Linked DNA regions of Mus musculus: region 2 is linked to region 1. A link is a contact called in public HiChIP or PLAC-seq data. All regions are on one chromosome and are shown on one strand. The core of a region is the stretch at or near the end of the contact, and the rest is flanking DNA. Distances in the headings are between cores, read along the strand shown.

Evidence for each region. HiChIP or PLAC-seq counts read pairs in DNA pulled down with a chosen protein or histone mark.
Region 2: a contact with region 1 is called in an H3K4me3 HiChIP or PLAC-seq map of the 230-238 cell line, with 20 read pairs. The contact joins two enhancer-like sites. A contact is called at or near these places in 1 of 484 Hi-C or Micro-C datasets (nephron progenitors) and 1 of 115 datasets of contacts at active chromatin or transcription factors (the 230-238 cell line).

The regions. Positions count from the first base shown.
Region 1 is chr14:23,701,955-23,706,036 of GRCm38.p6, reverse strand. The region is part of intron 2 of Kcnma1 (potassium large conductance calcium-activated channel, subfamily M, alpha member 1); the gene reads left to right. Among named protein-coding and RNA genes, the nearest start is that of Gm51422, 54 kb to the right of the region's middle. Within about 2 kb of position 2,371, at least 5 of the 459 cell types and tissues checked have an H3K27ac peak or open chromatin away from gene starts, as enhancers often do. A contact at or near this core is called in the 230-238 cell line, where this site is marked.
Region 2 is chr14:23,850,234-23,854,315 of GRCm38.p6, reverse strand. All of the region lies in intron 1 of Kcnma1 (potassium large conductance calcium-activated channel, subfamily M, alpha member 1), which reads left to right. Among named protein-coding and RNA genes, the nearest start is that of Kcnma1, 150 kb to the left of the region's middle. Within about 2 kb of position 1,980, at least 3 of the 459 cell types and tissues checked have an H3K27ac peak or open chromatin away from gene starts, as enhancers often do. A contact at or near this core is called in the 230-238 cell line, where this site is marked.

The sequences.
Region 1 (4,082 bases), core at 1,122-3,621:
CATCCGTTTTGCATAAACTGAGGCAGATAGCTCTGGACAGCCTAACCTGTGAGATGCCACCACTGTTCATCTGGTCCCCTAGCCCAGGCCACTACCACTGCTTGTGTAGGCAGCTGTGATGGTAGGCTAGAAGCCTGGTGACATTTCCTCCTAGCAGTCCCCTCCCCCCTTCCTGGCAAGAGCATCTTTCTTGCAGCAACAGTAAGGATCTGTCTAAGATGCTTTTCTGGTCACATTAATTTCCGTCTGAAAGCTTGCCAGTTGTCCCCTTTGTGCTTAGAAGAAAATCTTTGTCGTGCAAATCCTTAGGAAAGGAAATCTACAGAAAGAGAATCTTACAGGTTTTACATGACTTGCCTGACCCAGGTTTTTTTCTGTGTTGGGTTGGGTTTTTTTCTGTGTTGCTGCTGTGAAGTTCCACTCCTGGGGGTCACTGGATTTGTGGAAGCTCCCCTTTCCGTCTTTGTACTAGTTTTGCTTATCTCCCTCCAGTTTGCCCTTTAAGAAAATCACTACCAGCACGGCAGATTGGCCATTCCTGTTCATGGTGTCTGACCTGTTTCTGTACTGGTTTTTGTTTTTGTTTTTGTTTTTGGTTTTGGTTTTTTTTGGTCTGTTTAACAGTCTATCTATCTGCTATGGTTTATATCTGGACAGTTTCCCAAAGTCCTGTGAGTAAAAGGCTTGGCTTCTTGCCCATGATGGTACTGGAGGAATTGAAGCCATGTAGGGTGTGCCCTTGAAGAACATTGTGAGACTCTGATGTCTGTCTCTATCTCTGTCTCTATCTGTCCCTTCATCTACATGTCTTGCTTGTGCCACGATTTGAGTAGCTTGTCCTATCCCAGGCCCGTGAGCACTGGGTCCAATTATACACATATTGAAAACTCTAAAACATTAGAAGCCTTTTCTTGTATAAGTTGATTTTCTCAAAGTGTTTTGGTATAGTAAGAGAAAGCTGAGTAGCACACTGTGTCTTCTCATGCATGAGAGCTGTCTGGGAACAACCACACTTGGATCTTGATTTACATTCTTGTACATTATACTCTACCCTCAGGTCTAAGACCACAAGAAAGACAGCTCTGGAGATGTTGCTACAGGAGAATTCATAGATGGATTACCCACCCTGTTGCCTCCAACCCTTGCAGGATCTAAGGCCATGTTCACAGGATGCCAATAATCAAGAGACCTTCAGATTCTGAGCTTTCCTGGCAGGTTCTGCCATGCTTCCCACTGGCCAAGACCACCAGTGGCAAAATTAGCTCTAAGCAACTCAGCCAGATGTTTCCATCTGCAGAAGAGTATTATGCCTGCACTCATAGCAGAGGAAACTTTTTACTCATAAACAGAGCAAATTTATAGTGGAAATCAGTGGGAGGGAATAAATATGAATCCCCATGAAGTCATTTTGTGAGCTGCTTTATAGATTGTAATCACCCATTTAGAGTTTGCAGGCTATTAATTTTGTTTGGAGAGAACCTCAGGACTCTTGGGGGCAGAATTTATAACTCTGTTGTGTCACACTCATGGGTCTAGGCCTTGAACCCCTGAAAGGTTTGGAAAGAAATTAACAAGCTACCTCTGGAGGAGTTGGGGCTTCAGCATCCTTTTCCTGTGGTTCTCTTGGACATGGGTTTTAAAAACACACTTGCCCAGTGTATACTGTCTTTGTTTTGCCCCAGACTGTAGATTTCCCCCTGTGAGCTGAGGCTGTTAAGTTTTACTTTCAGCAAATTGTAGTAGGAATCTGTCTTTCGAGAACTGGGTGAGACCTATGGAAGAGCAGCCTGAGTCAAGCAGATCTGGGTGGACTCCAGCTAGGCTATTTGACTTAAGATTCCAAGATAAATTCACCGCTGTTAAATTTGTTCAAACGTCCCTTTCTTTATAAATAAGACCAGTGCCCCAGCCTCAAAAGTGATAACAAGGATAAAGGAGATGAAATAGGAAAAGCACTTAGTATTCAAAATGACTTAGTTCATACAGTGACGGAGCTGATTGGCGATTCAAAGTAAGTCTGGTAGAGCAGGAACAAAGGAGAATGTAAGAGCTATGATGCTGGTCCCCAACTGTGTCGCTGATGTGGTGGGTGACCTTGGCCATCATAGCCTCTCTGGTTCCAGATCTTTTGCATTAGTGAAATGAAATGTTTGGCTCAAATTGTCTCTGAGCGAATGGTGAGGCCAGTATTACCTTTGGGACCAGTTAGAGTTATAGATTCTAAGGCTCTATCCTATTCCCCTTGGGGCAGAACGGGCTCCATCTTCTGCATCTGGATGAGTTTTCCAGGTGGTTGTGGGCAGACTGAAGTCTGAGCGTCATCACTGTGATGACTCATTGTGGCTATGGTATTAGCTCTCTAGTTTTCCTGGTAGTGTCACTTCTAGAGCCTCTCTCCTTGGGGTCTTGGACCAAAACAGGAAGCGAAACACTATGCTAACCAAGATTCAGTTGAAGTTGGGCTCAAGAGGGCTTGATATTGTGTTGGAGTGTATAATCTCTACTTTCTGATTTCTCAGGGGGATGACCTCTGTCTCCACCTTGCCTTTAAAGTGACTTTAGATGAGGTAAAAACTCATCTGTCATTTGGAATGCACACTGACATGTGGGCCGTAAGGACGCTTGGGGGTGGGGCCACATATAACTATTATTATATGTGGGAGATGGGCTGTCTCCCTCAGTATCAACCTTAGTCTCATGATACCATTTTTCTTGAGACTCTATGTGAAGAGGTACAAGATGAGCAGTGAAGACTCAGGCCTGTGCTCTAGGACCTTGAACAAGTCCCTTTAACTCCAGTTCCCGATGCTGCCTCCTTATAATAGGAGGATTTGCATACTTTTTGCTACTGAGCCTTTTGAGTACCAAAACTGGATCAAATTCTGAGAACAGAGCAGAGAAAGGCAGCTGAATCCCGGCTCACATCTTTACCACTTCCTCTGGGCACTGTGCTTGCTGTGGGTTTTGATGAGAAGATACATAAGAGAAGTTATTGTAGCTGTTAGTGATCATCAGGTTATCTACTCCAAGTATATTAAGGAGCTAAGCCTTCTTGGGGATTTGCGATCCACTATGCCCTCCAACTTGTGCGTTCCCCTATCCTGTTTTGGGCTATAATTGTAGCTGTTTTTACAGTGCTGCTGTGACTCGACCCAAGCTGTCTTTGCCCATTGCTGCTTATTCTCTCCCCTGGCCTTTTTTGTTTTGTTTTGATTTGTTTTTAGTGAGACAGATGCATACATTAGGTGTATTAGGGCTTTGCTGAGGCAGAAGGATGCAGCTACAGGGGGTGGGGGCAGGAATGGAAGCGAGAAGCCCCTTTCAAGTAGTGATTGTACCATTTGTCTTCAGGAAAGGTGGATTAAACTCTTACTGGATAACTAACTGTACTTGGCTCAGCCCTTGAGCTGACTGCATACAGGGGAAGTCTACCTGAGCAATAGGGAAGGGGACGAGGCAGATCCTCTGTGAAGGTCATTGCAGAGCAGTGTGTGGACTCTGCTCACCATTACGGTTTGGTCATTCTTTCCATCATAACCTTGTGGATATCTGCTCACAATCCACATCTCAGGAAAGGTACAAGGAGGGAGAAAAAAAATGAGGTCTTGGGTCTCTATTCTAGGAGTTTGTTTTCTAAGTAAAAATAAGTCACAGGGGAAAAACATACCGCCATTTGTAAGAGGCACAGTGGAATTTAGAGTTTGAGATGAACAGGCAGATGGACAGGAAATGCTGTCTCAGGTAGAATAAAGGAGAGATTCATGGACTGGGACAAGGTCTGAGAGGCTAGAAACATAAGCAGGTGAATTTTGTAAAGGAGAAAAGGGAGAAAAGTCTCAGTGTGAGGCCACTGGCAGATCCATAACTGTGCTCCACAAAGAGGTTGACATAACTTACGGCCTGGTGTACACTATTTTATTTATTTTTAAATCTTCTGATTGATGCTCTGTAGGGAGTGAGTTTAGTCCAGAGTGAATGTAAGTCATTTCATGCCAAGGACGTATGAGAAATTGGTAAAGCCCAGCCCCTCCCCCTTACTCTCTCTTCTCTATAGTGCTCTCCTATTGAAACCAGTTTTTCCC
Region 2 (4,082 bases), core at 731-3,230, 150 kb before region 1:
ACATTTGTCATACAACTATGTAAAAACATGTATGTGCATGTCTGTGAGTCTGGGTCTTATGAATCTGTGAGCAAAGTACTTTGGAGTAGGATTGTGAAGTGTGCCCTCAGTGGTGGGACTACATCTCCAGCCTACAGGTTCTCTGGAATTCACCCAGGAGAACTTGACTATAGGTCAGAATAAGACCTCTTGTTCCCCCTGGGCCATTTCTGTTTCCTCAGGACTCAGTGGACGGGAAAAGAGGATGCACACAGAATGCACACAGACTATACTCAGCTTCATTCAGCACACACCAGGACCTTCACAATCCACAACAGATTTGAAAGTGACCCAGGCCTATGCTATGTAGAAAATACGCTTTAAAAGTGCTTGACAATTGCAGAAAAGCTGAGGCAGGAGGTCAGTAAGGAGCTAAGCTAAGGGTGGGATATCCCTGGGAATGGACAAATAGTGGGCAGGGAGCTCCCACTGCCCGGTGATCAGTGCCTCTCTTTCCGAGTGTGGAAGCTTTGTGATGCGGAAAGCTACACTGAATTAAATATCAGGATTCCTGCTCTAGTCTTGTTTTTGTCCTTGCTGTGTGACCTTGAGATGGTCACTTGACTTCTCAGAATCTGGCTCTCCTGTCTTTACAGTGAAGACACTGAATAATCTCTTGACAACAGCAGCCAGATTCTCTGATGGAAGACATCACTTCACAAATAGTGGGGCAGGGAAGCATAGAGCGCGCATGGTGCTCTGGAATATGGTTGAGAATGGGTCTGGAAAGGCTTGAAGGCTAACCAGAGCAAGGGGCAAAGGAAGCAATGCAGATATAGCCCAAGAAGCAGGCTAGCACAATATACTTTATTCTTTTAACAAACATTCATGCAACACTCAGTGGACAACAGGCATCATGGGAAGGAGTTAGCAGACTATTGGTCCTCATGTCAAAGGGGACCCCCAGTGCCTGATCTATAAATAAAGTTTTATTGAAACATGTATGTCTGAGTTGGTTAACTTTTCATCCCTACTAGATGCCAGAGAAAACAGCTCAAAAGAGAAAGGTTGCCTTGGCTCACAGTGCGAGAAGTTTTAGTCCTGGTTAACTGGCTACATAATTCTGGACCATGGTGGGGCAGATTATCATGGTGGAAGGGCGTGGAGGAGAAAAGCCAATCACTTCCTGGCAACCAGGAGCAAAGAAGAATCCCAAGAAGAGGCCAGGGCTAAGATATACCTTTCAAAGGGTTCTACTTCCCCCGATTGTGCGCCACATCCTAAATACTTCCTATGACTTCCCAAAGTAGCGCCGTAGCTGGGAGATAAGTTCAACACATGATCTGTGAAGGAACATTTCATATTAAAGCTATAACAATGCCCATTTCCCTCCTATCTATTGTCTATGGCTATTCGAGACTACCATAGAAAAATCAAGACATTGTGACTGATCTCAAAAATAGTTACAGTCTGGCCTGTTTAGGAAAAACCGTGTCATCTTTGCTGTAAGATCTTTATGTACATGAACTGAATATAAACCACAGCACTACTGGGCAGGTGCTAGTTTTCTGTCCATTTACAGACAAGATTTTTTTTGGGGGGGGCAGGGTATCAGGTAATGTACCCAAGACCACAGTTAAGCCACACAGGAAAAAGGAGATGGGACTATGAACTCAGGCTCCCAGACTCCAGAGAGCCTGTGAAGGCTATGGGCACCGGGTTATGCTGAACAAGCCCAGGAATGGAAGCCACGCATGAGTGCTGGTCCTCACAAGGTGTCCTTGTCATTGCCAGGTTTGTGACCAGGGTGGTGGTTCTCAAAGGCCTGTTTCAGCAGTAACATGGCTCAGGCTGCTTAATGGGGATACTTGGTCCCTCTGTGCTAGTGAAGTTCCAGACAGTTCTTAGAGGCAACACAGAAATGCCATTGCTCCCAAAGGCTTTGCGCAGCTCCTAATTTAGCGTTTGGATCAGTGTTTGTGGTTGCCAAACAGCTATAGTTCTGTGTCCTGCTGCAGATCACAAATGCTTAGAAGCCCTGGTTGTCCTCCCTCTCTGTGCATCAGAGAGCAGAGATTCTTTATGTTCAGAAACATTTCCTGTTGACAAGGAGCGATGGAAATAGTGCTCCCATAGGGACTTTGACACAAGCGGCTATCATGTGCCAAAGTGCTCATAACCGAAGCATCCACCTCCCCATGTCCCGCAGTTCCCTCCATTCCTGTTCCAGGCAGGGGCTCCCATGCTGGTGCTCTGCCTCCACCAGGATGAGCTAGTGAGCAGGACCAGGAGCAGCCCTTGCCAATGAAAGACCTCTATGGGAATATAAATGAATCGGATTCTACCCCACCCCCGAAGGTGCAGTTCTGAAGAACTTCATCCTACACTGTCTTGCCCACAGAACTTTGGTAGAGACATCCCTCTGCTGTGCTGTCCAGTGTGGTAGATCCCAGCTATATCTGAAAGTGGGACTAGGGTGAGTGAGGAGCTGAATTTATCATTTGGGTGTTTCCTTGAGATAGGGTCTCACTATGTAGCCCTGGCTTGAGTGGAGCATACCTATACCTATACCTATACCTATACCTATACCTATACCTATACCTATACCTATACCTATACCTATACCTATACCTATATTGATCTATCTATCTATCTATCTATCTATCTATCTATCTATCTATCTATCTATCTATCTGGTCAGACAGTGACTTGCAGAGATAGATAGATGCTCTAAGCAGACCACATGGGTCTCAGGTATGGATAGAACTCAGGTTCCCATGTTTTTGGGAGGCACCTTTATGCTCTGAGATGTCTTAACAGATCTGAGGACTGGATATTTTTAAAGTAATGTGTTTTATTTGGCCTTGTCCCCCAGAGGTCCCCAGTGTGGTTGAGTCTTGGTCATTTGCAGCGATGTCCTGACTGTTAACACACCCTGTATGGATTCCTCTGCTTTCCATTCCCATTTCCTCTTTTCCTTTCTTGCCTAGGAAAGCCATCCAAATAAACTACTCATTCATATCATATGAAATCTCCATTCCTGAAGCCTAAAAATAGCTGAATGTCAATACTTCATAATTCAGTTTATAATGATATTTTCATCTTATACTCATCTGAGAGAGCTCATCCAGATCAGTACTGAGGCTTGCAGTTTCCCATGTGTGCAAGCCATAGGTGGGCAGTTGCCTGTGTGTGCAAGCCATAGGTGGGCAGTTTCCCATGTGTGCAAGCCATAGGTGGGCAGTTGCCTGTGTGTGCAAGCCATAGGTGGGCAGTTTCCCATGTGTGCAAGCCATAGGTGGGCAGTTGCCTGTGTGTGCAAGCCATAGGTGGGCAGTTTCCCATGTGTGCAAGCCATAGGTGGGCAGTTGCCTGTGTGTGCAAGCCATAGGTGGGCAGTTTCCCATGTGTGCAAGCCATAGGTGGGCAGTTGCCTGTGTGTGCAAGCCATAGGTGGGTAGTTGCCCATGTCTGCAAGCCATAGATGGGTAGTTGCCCATGTGTGCCAGCCATAGGTGGGTAATTGAGATCTTTCCATGCACCGTCTGAGTTCTACCTCAGCTCTGTCTCTGTGTGAATTTGGCAAACTGCTAAAACCTTTCTGCTTCCCAGTCTTCAGGCATGAGCATCCTGCCTGCACCCCAGCTTGGTGCTTGCCCTGAGTGCTTTAAAGAATGATGGGGAGGAGCAAGGGAACTCATAGAGGGGACTATTAATGATAGACAAGCCAGATCACTATAGGGGGACCCTGCTCTCTACCAGGGTACAAGAAGTCCCTTGTATACTTCAGGAAATCCAGTGTATGTCTTTGATGTCACAGGGTCTGGCTTTCCTGCCACACTTTACCTGGAGAGAGACAGAGTGTCCTGTTTTCATAATCTGGTCTTTTTAGCAGGAGGCACCTGGCAGCTAGCATGAGCTCTCTAGTAAGAACTGCAGCCAATTTCCCCAGGCTGCAGCTTCATATGAGGGAGAGAGTTAGGTCTGTAGCTGCTCAGGGACCTCACACATATTCCTCTCCCTTGTCCACAGAGTCAGCTGACAGCTCATTAAGATGGTGCTCATGGAGCCCTTAGAGAGCTATTCTTTTGGTATTGAGTCAG